Linked DNA regions of Mus musculus: region 2 is linked to region 1. A link is a contact called in public HiChIP or PLAC-seq data. All regions are on one chromosome and are shown on one strand. Each heading gives the region's core, a stretch centred on a gene start, on an enhancer-like site or on the middle of the called end of the contact. The rest is flanking DNA. Distances are from core to core; before and after follow the strand shown. Region 1 has its middle 12 kb from the start of Gm6961. Region 2 has its middle 69 kb from the start of Gm41389.

Region 1 (4,651 bases), core at 1,365-3,864:
TGTTTGTTTGGTCTTCAGGACCTGGGTTTCCAAGCTTACCTTTCATCCATTATGTTATTAAATGAATTATTTTATTTTATTTTTAATCTAGCAGTCTTTTGTCTGTGCCTGGACTTCCTGGTAGAGGGTATGCACAATTCTGGCAAGTTAAAGCGGAATGAAGAGGTGCTAGGAGCAGAGACAGTTGGTGAGTGTTCTTCAGATTGGAAAACTTGGCACTCGACGGCAGTGGACAGAGTCCAGCAGTTAATGGCGGAGGGATTGAACCATGACTTATTCAGTACCCATCCTGCTTGCGGTATTCCAAATGTCAAGGATTCGTTCTGTTACATTGTTTCCATTTTACATCCGGAAATTACCCGAAGCATTCATTGATGACCAAGGCATGAAGTCCTTACAAATTATTCATTTGTTCAAATTGTTCTATAGGCCATTAGAGTCTTTTATGAAGCCTTTTTATCAATTATTTGTAATGACAATTTACACATTTAGCTATATTTTTAGTTTGCTGCTTGTTAAGCCTTAAAGCCTTAAAATGAGACAAAAAAACCTGCTTGAGACAATGTTTCACATGAGTGAAGTGATTCAAAAACAACAGCCAAAGACGTGGATCCAGCTGAATTCCCAGGGAGTTCCACTGACGTGATTCAAAAGTGTCTTTTATTATTACTTCACAACATTGAAAAAAAGTACATTTACTTATTTATTTAGGCGGGGGCTGGGTCATCTTCAGAGTGTGGGATCTGAGGTCAGCTTTTGGGGGTCAGTTCTCTCCTTCTACCGTTAGGGACCTGGGGGTTGAACTCAGGTTGTCAGGCTGGGACTTGAACCCTTTACCCACTGAGCCATCTCATGAGCCCCCTTTCACAACATCTGCCTGTCCTTTAGAGTCAGGGTTTCCTTAGTTACTCAAATAATATGGTGAGAATAATATTCACACAGCATGCCCCCACACATGCAGAATTGCACAGTGGACTTTGCTAATGATGCCACATATGTCCCCAAGGCTTCCTTTATGGGACCCCCTTTCTTTGTCTCCTCTCCCCTCCTTCTGTTCCTTGTTCATCTGTCATCTGGTTTCGTCCCTCCCCACCTCCCTTTTCTCTCTCCTCTCCTCTCCCTCCTCCTCTTTTCCATTCAGTCTTCTCCTCTGCAGTCTGTGCTCTGTCCTTTCTCTTATTCTTCTCTCTGAGTAACAGTTGTCGATGTATCAACAGATTGTTTACATTGGAAGGCCATCAACAGGTTGTCTACATTGGAAGGCCATGGCCCTAGTTTGAAAACAGGTCAACCAGGAACAGATATTAATTTACTTTGTGCTTACAGAATACACGAGCACTGATGTCTAAAGTTTCATTTTAACACCGTGATGTGCCACAATGACAATAATAATGATGTTGGGGCTAAATGATGTCATGGGTCACTTGTCTGGGTCTGGTGACAGCACTTGGGAGTCAGAGGCAAGAGAATCTTTGTGATATCAAGGCTAGCCTGGTTTATATAGTGACTTTCAGGCTAGCCAGGGCTACATAATGATGTTCTATCTCAAAGAGAGAGAGAGAGAGAGAGAGAGAGAGAGAGAGAGAGAGAGATTGGGGGGGGGAGTGTGCAGGTGATCAGATTTGCCAAGCTGATTGGGCAAATCAGTATCATGATCAGCACTCAGACATTATAACTCTGGAGTCAGTGTGTACCACGAAGCCGTGCCCAGGAGCAACCATTAAAAATAAATATTCTAGTTCTCTTTAAAACCCACTGAACAGCTCTTATGGATGAAATTAATGTTGCAAGATAGTATTATGCCACAGGAGAGGAGAAGGGTCTTTAACGTCCTGTCTCCAAATGTTCTGCTATCACCAATAAGACAGGACCTGTAGGATGCTTTTAAAGAATCATCGTCCAGCATCCTTCTGATTGGTTATTTATTTATTTATTATTTATTATTATTAGTTTTTTACTTCAGTCTGCCTAAATGCTCTGAACAGAGACACACCTGCTATGATCCTGGAGACAGCAACATCTAATGAGTCAGCAGAACGGAATTTGACTGCCTATGTCTTGACCCAGTAGCCAACCACACCCGACACACCCCCTGACTATCCAAGCCGGAGTAAGGAGGGATTTGAGTGCTAACTTCCCCTACACCATTTACGCAGGGCTCCCGCTCTCCCAATCAGTGCACTTGAAATAAGCCACTGTACCTTGGGATGAAGAGTCTGCAGGACTCCAAGTCATTCAAAAACAGAGTCTTATGAATAAATATAAGAGAGAGAGAGAGAGAGAGAGAGAGAGAGAGAGAGAGAGAGAGAGAGAGAGAGAGAGAGGAGGGAGGGAGGGAGGGAGAGAGAGAGAGGGGGGGAGAGAGAGAGGGGGAGAGAGAGAGAGGGAGAGGGGGAGAGAGAGAGAGGGAGAGGGAGAGGGAGGGAGAGGGAGAGGGAGAGGGAGGGAGAGAGAGAGAGAGAGAGAGAGAGAGAGAGAGAGAGAGAGAGAGAGAGAGAGAGAGAAAGAGAGAGAGAGAGAGAGACCTGATTAGGATGAGCAAACAGACCTAGGGAGTTCAGATAACCACGGAGACTCAGCTGAGCTGGACCAAAGCTAACCTCTTGATTCCCGGCTCTGGGCTGCCCCCTTGTGGTCAGCCTTGAACAGCGCTGGTTAAACTGACCACCCCTGACAATGTCCTCTCTTTCATTTCTACCCTAGAAGGAATAAAATGACAAACTGATTTACAAAACAACTAGCAGTCGAGTCTCCATCAGGTCGTCGTCTGCTTTCTATTCTAGTGCTTCTAAACACTGTGAACACGCCTAGCCTTATAAACGCTGTGAACACACCTAGCCATGGTCACATCGCATGTATCTATTTAGTCTGTGCAAGTTGGGGGGAAAAGTACAAGATTGTCTACCTACAGTGACACACTGGTTTTAGGGGTACCACAGAACCACAAAATTCTGCCTTTGTAGATTATCTTGCTTATGCCTCTCACTAACTTCCCTGCTTGTGAGAAAGCACGAAAATTGACATTAAAATTCTGCCGCGTGAAGCTGCTGTCTCTCTTTGGCAACGACTCTCAACCTTCCTAACACTGCAACCCTTTGATAGAGTCCCTCATGTTGTGGTGACCTCCAGCCATAAAAGTATCCTGTGGCTCTTTCATGCCTGTAATTTTGCTACTGTTATGTGTCATAATGTATATATCTGGTATGCAGAGAGTCTTAGGCAACACCTGTGAAAGGGTCGTTCAACCCCAAAAGGGATCGCGACCCACAGGTTGAGAACCAGTGCTTTAGAGCCTTGCAAAGACACGCACTGTACTGAAATTCGTTCTTCTCATTTTCCCCTGACGTGCTCCTCAAAAGGACGCAAGGTTCACGTGATGTCAAGCGGCTTTGCTATTCTTGGTCTGAAGTTTCAGAGATTAATGTCCAATATTTCATACACATAGGCACATATATGCACACATGCATAGAAAATTGTCCCCTAATTACTATGTTTTACTAATTTTTATAAGGTATGAAAAAGGGGGGGCAAGCATTTGACTAAAGCAACTTCCATACCATAGCTGCCTTTATCTTTGTGAGATGCATACAAGACCTACAGATGTTGCCTGAAGTGTAGAGATGACCAAATCCTATGTGTACTATACATGTCCTACATAAGAATGTGTACCTCTGATAATCTTTAATTTACAAATTAAACACAGTAACTAACTAGCAACAGCGAATAACAAATCAGAGCCATATAAGGATACAATATCATCACAGCTGTGTGAGTAATGCCACATCTTTCTGTAAGTATCTTCCATGATAAACTCATCCCTCCTATAACTGAAATTGTGAGAGGCCCACCCACACATAAGGTGGGCTACCACATCCCAGTTCAGGGCAAAAGTCAAAGCAACCTTAGAAACCATTCTTCTAAATCCGCAAGCCAAGAGCATAAGGTGAGCAGTCTGTTTTTAACTTTACAAAAGGAGGTGGGAGGTTCCGGTCCCTGAACTTGATGGAACCTGAGCGTGGGTTAACCTTCAAGGGACACTTGCTGCTGCAGTTCTGGAAAGGCCAGCTCTGGACTGTAGTCTGCACGGGCTCAGGGTCGACTGTTCCCACAACAGGTGGAGCAGATGGCGACTTCTCCTGGACTCATCCCAAGTTGGGCTTTGCATTTTTTTTTCAAGAGAAAAATCAAATGCTTTGATGAATGTATCCTTCTTCCCTGATGCTAGAAGGGTTTAGTTCTGGCTTCCTTTCCAATGGTCTGGTGGAGAGGATGGCGAATTTTTATGAATTTTTTTTGCTGTTTTCAGGCTGGAAAAGAAAGAATAGATAGAGCTTCTGTGGGATTGACTTGGAACCATTGAGATATATGCATACTTTTGTGGTCTTATTTCCTTCCTTCCTTCCTTCCTTCCTTCCTTCCTTCCTTCCTTCCTTCCTTCCTTCCTTCCCTCCCTCCCTCCCTCCCTCCCTCCCTCCCTCCCTCCCTCCTTCCTTCCTTCCTCCCTCCCTCCCACTGAAACATGACCTCTCTACGAAATCAGAGATGCGACTTTCTTTGCTAACTGATGTTGAAGGTATATAATGAGAGTACTCCTGTTTACCATGACAGGAAACATCATATGCTTTCACATGGTCAAAACCATGCAGGAAGT
Region 2 (4,920 bases), core at 1,107-3,606, 220 kb before region 1:
TAATAGCTTTTTAAAATTAGTCCTTTAATCTCACTCTTTGGTACATATCTGCTTAAATTGTTTCTCACATTTGGCTTAATTGTGGAGGTCATAGGTTTCCAGGGATTCATCCATTTCTCGACATCTTTGAATTTAGTTGTGTGTGCATATGTGTGTGTGTGTGTATTACCTTTCCATATCTAATAAAAGTTTTTAATTCATGTCTTCACTTTCTTGGTTAGTTTGGCTAAGGGTTTGTCTGTCACGTTTCATCCTTTTAAAGAGCCAATTCTCTGTATTAGTGATTATTTCTCCCCATTCCATTCATTCCTGCCTTGGTAGTAATGATTTGTTTTTGTCGACTGATCTGGGACTTGGCTTGTTCTTTTGCTCAGATATGTAAGGTATATAATTAAGTCATTTGTCTGAGATATCTTTGATTGCTTAATGCAGGCGCTAAAGCCATGAACTTCTCTCTTAGTTTTGCTTTCTGTACCCCACAGGCTGAGGCTTGTGATAATGTCCATTTTCACTTGATCTTAGAAGTGTTCTTATTTCCTCCTTGCTTTTTTAAAGGCCTGAGTCATTGTTGAGTCGTGTGTTGTTTGACCTTCATGCATACATCCGTGTGTGCTCTGGGGCTTCTCTTGCTATTGATCTGTAGTCTTACTCTGTTGTGATCAACAGAATACAAGGAATCATTTCGATTTTCATTTATCTGTTAAGACTGGCTTTGTGTCCGAATCTATTTTAGAGACAGTTCTGGGGGCTTGGAAGGATGTGTAGTTTGTAGGGTTTGAATGGAATATACCGTAGACGCCGGTTAAATGCATTTGATCTACGATGTCACTTAATTCAGGTGTTTGCTTAATTCGTGTCAGGATGGCCAGTCGATTGCTGAGAGTGGGATATTGAACTTGCCAAGTATTATTGTGTTGTGTTACTCTGTGACTTTATATCTAATAGTATTTGCTTTATGAAATTTGGTGAACCTATTTCTGGCATATATGTTATAAGAGTCATAATATCTCTTCTCATTACTTTTGGTTTAAAATCTATTTTGTGAGATAGTAGAACAGGGATGCCTTCCTGTATTCGTAAGTCCATTTGCTTAGAATACTGTCTCCATCCTTTCACCCTAAGGCAGTGTCTGTATTTTGTGGTGAGGTACATTCATGGGAGGCAACAAATAGTTCCTGCAGTTTGATCCACTCTACTAGTGAGTGCCCTTTAAAAAAATGCTATTTCTTTTGTCCATACTTCAAACTCCATGTGAATCAATTATTTTAATTAGCTTACAGATTTATCACTTCTTTATCAGGGGCATGGAGAGGCGCATGCAGCATGGTCAATGTATGCCAGTCAGAGGGCAGCTTGAATGTGTCAGTTCTCTTCTTTCATCACGTCTCATTCATGGACTGAGCTCAAGTTGCTAGGATTTATTTAACTATCGAGCAATTTTGCAAGTTTAGCTAACTATCAGAAGTCTATTTCCTCAATGGACCGACTAGTTTCCCATGTATGGGTGCTTAGCCAGGGTTAAATTACCTGTTTCCTCTGAGTCTGGGTGCAGTGAGTCTTTAGTCAGTTCGGAGAACAGTATGTCACCTCCCTGATGGTCCATCTGCCTTTCCACATGGTTTCTTTCTACTCTCTCATCCCTACAGTCTCATCTCCTCAGTCCCTTGCCTCCCTCCCTGTCCAAACCCTTCCACCCACGGTATTCCTCCTCTGAACTCCCTTTAATCTGTTGTCCTGTCTCTTTTCCCTTAAGGCAATCCCCTCCCCTGTTCACAGCCCACAGGCTGTGGCATTTGGTCCCATTCCATTGTCTCATGTAATTTTTCAATACACATGCAGTTCACCCGAGAAGGGTGTTGTTACATACCTATGTTTACATAATTTCCAAAATTTCTCTATGATTTTTAATTTCGTCTCACAGTGATCAGGAAAGATACAGTATCTGATGCTATGCTTTCATTTCTTTACATTATAAAGACATTTGTAGCTTCATGTTTTCTTTTCTTAAAATTTTACTTATTCACTTTACAACCCAATGTCAGCCCTTCCTGTCCTCCCAGTACCCCTCAATCAAGTCCTCTCCTCATCCCACCTGTCCCTTCTCTTTTGAGAAGGAGAAGCCCCCCTCTGGGTGTCACCCCACCCCCAACACAACCCCTGCCCTGACACATCCAGGTTTAGGTGCTGGTGGAAAGAATATGCCCTTTAGAGCCACTGGATTGTTCTGTAAATGTCTGTTAAACCTACTTGATCTATAGCGAGGGTTTTTGCTCATTTGTTTGCCTTGACAGGCTCTCACTATGTATCCCAGCCTGGCCTCAGACTCGCAGATCCTCTGGCTCTGCCTTTTATGTGCCGGGGTCACAGGTGTGTGGCACCAGACTAGCTTCTGCAGTGTGGTTTAACTCGGATGTTGCCCGTTTCTCTTTTGATCCTAAATGGTAGTTTGGCTGAGTACAGCCATGTTGGTTGGCATTTATTTTCTTTCAGGACCTGAAATGCATCACTGGCATAGGACTTATACTTAAGAAAAATCTGCTGTTACCTTAATGGGGCTGCTTTTAAGTGGCTTAGCATTTTTATCTCCCAGCAGTTAAAGTGCTCTGTCCTGCACTTCTGACTGTTTGACTGTCACGGTGAGGGTCTTTTCTGGTGGTATCTATTTGAGCTTCTATAGGCCTCTTGTACCTGTGTCATTCCCAAGACTAGGGATGTTTCCTGTTTCAGTTCGTCAAATGGGTTTTCCATGCCCCTTTATTTCTTTACATTTGCTTATACAAGACCGGCCTTTTCATGGTGTTCAGCAGCTCTTGTGTGCTCTCTTCTTTCTTGTTCCCAACACCCCTTTCTTGGGTGCTATTTTGCAAAGCCTATTTTCAAGACTTGAGCTTCTTCTGTTTGATCTAGTCTGCTGTTCATTCTTTTAACTAATTATTATATGAAACACAGAATTCTCAGGTTTGGATTTCTTTTTTTTAACGGCATCCTTATTTAAAAAATCTGCCAGGCATGGTAGCACACGCCTTTAATCCCAGCACTCGGGAGGCAGAGGCAGGCGGATTTCTGAGTTTGAGGCCAGCCTGGTCTACAGAGTGAGTTCCAGGACAGCCAGGGATATACAGAGAAACCCTGTTTCAGAAAAACAAAAACAAAAACAAAACAAAAACCCAAAAACAAAACAAAAAATACACACAAACAAAAACCAAAAAATAACAAAACAAAAACCAAAAAACAACAAAAAAAAAACCAAACTCCATTTCTTGCCTATGTTCTTACTCATGACCAGCTTCATCTTTCAATTTAACTGTTTGTATTTTACTGATCTCATTGGACTTAAAAAAAATCATTCTTTTGGGTCCTTTATCAGACATTTGAGTGTCTCTGGAGGGTCATGATTTAGCAGGTATTATATTAGCATGTTTTTTTCCCCATTTTTTTGTGTGTCTTAATGTAAGGTCTATATATCTGGTAAAATCATTATCTCTTCTGCCCTTATTGGTGAGGCCTCCTAAATAACTGGATTTCTCTGAAAGCGATGTCATAGGGCATCAGTTTGTCATACAGTGTTGTGCTTACAGCATCTCATGGCATAGCTGCTCCCTTGGATGTGACCAGTGTGTTGGGGCACAGGTTGTTATCATATCGGAGTTGAACGGCGTGCTAGGGTTTTGTGCCTCTGACAAAACATCTGAGTGAGACCACTGTTGCAGGAAATATTAAAAAAGTGGACCGCCAGGCTTCCCGTGCTACCATAACTGGTAGACCACATGGCCTCCCCGTGCTCCTGCTGCAGGCGACTCCAGCTAGCCCCCTGCAGCGTCTGGCTCGCTTGTCCCTGTAGCTTCTAGTTTCCTCTCCACCATCTGCGGTCCCACATTCCAGAAACAAAGTAAAGCAAAACTCTTGAACCTTATAATTAACCGATCAGATTTATGTATCAATAATTCTCAGTACACAAGATGCCCACACAATAATATCAAGCCAAGTAATACTGGCCCTCCTAGATTAGACAAATTATCCCAATATTCTAACCTTTATGATATCATAACTACGTGTGGCTGGTTAAAGCCATGCTGGTTCACGTCCGCCTCCATCTTGGCCTTTTTCTCTCCCCCTGAGATGCTCTCTGTCTCTGCAACTCCGCTTCCCCTTTCCCTGTCCAATCACAGGCCTCCTGCTGCACTGATGTAATCCCTGAGGGGAGAGTGGAGTTGTTTGAGTTCCAGTGCTTTCAGTTCAGTCTGCAGAGTCCACTGTTCCCATGCTTGTGTGAGACCAAGCATCATGGTGGAAGGGTGCGGTGGGGCTGAGGGGCTTCTCCATGACAGGTAAGAAACAGGCAGAATAGGAAGGAGCAAGGGCTGAGATGGACTCTGCAGACATCTCCCTGTGCTAGTCACCTGGGAAGAGGGACCCTCAACTGAAGAGTCATTTCTGTCATATTGGCCTGCAGGCAAGTCTGTGTGGAACATTCTCGTAATCAATGATTCCTATGGAGTCCAAGTTCTCTGTGAACAGTGCCACCCTAGGCTATACTAGGTTGTATAAGAGAGTAAGGTGGATGCGCCAGTAGGCAGCATTCTTCTATGTTCTTTGCTTCAGGTTCTGTGCTAGGTCCTCATGATGATGGTGGTGGTGATGGTGATGATGGTGGTGATGGTGATGATGATGAATGTGAAAACTGTAAGCCAGACTCTTTGCCCCTCCCGGTAGCTTTTTGGTCAAGGTTTCATCACAACAAAGGAAACCTAATATGACACCTCAATGACCCACTTCTCCAAGTATACCTCACCCTCTACAGTCCTATCACTTCGAATTCTGTTCAAGTCCTGAATCCTTGAATGGCTTAAACATTTGGTCAAGTCAAACCAGAGGTACACCCAGAGGTGGGCTGTACTAATCTTCTAGGCGTATCTCTGT

Evidence for each region. HiChIP or PLAC-seq counts read pairs in DNA pulled down with a chosen protein or histone mark.
Region 2: a contact with region 1 is called in an H3K27ac HiChIP or PLAC-seq map of T-cell acute lymphoblastic leukemia, with 3 times the contacts expected there. The contact joins two enhancer-like sites. A contact is called at or near these places in 2 of 15 datasets of contacts at CTCF or cohesin (both in embryonic stem cells), 7 of 484 Hi-C or Micro-C datasets (bone marrow-derived macrophages, embryonic stem cells and extraembryonic ectoderm) and 4 of 115 datasets of contacts at active chromatin or transcription factors (T-cell acute lymphoblastic leukemia, cardiomyocytes and embryonic stem cells).

The regions. Positions count from the first base shown.
Region 1 is chr15:95,761,069-95,765,719 of GRCm38.p6, reverse strand. No RefSeq gene overlaps it. Among named protein-coding and RNA genes, the nearest start is that of Gm6961, 12 kb to the right of the region's middle. Within about 2 kb of position 2,614, at least 12 of the 459 cell types and tissues checked have an H3K27ac peak or open chromatin away from gene starts, as enhancers often do. A contact at or near this core is called in T-cell acute lymphoblastic leukemia, where this site is marked.
Region 2 is chr15:95,978,262-95,983,181 of GRCm38.p6, reverse strand. No RefSeq gene overlaps it. Among named protein-coding and RNA genes, the nearest start is that of Gm41389, 69 kb to the right of the region's middle. Within about 2 kb of position 2,356, at least 8 of the 459 cell types and tissues checked have an H3K27ac peak or open chromatin away from gene starts, as enhancers often do. A contact at or near this core is called in T-cell acute lymphoblastic leukemia, where this site is marked.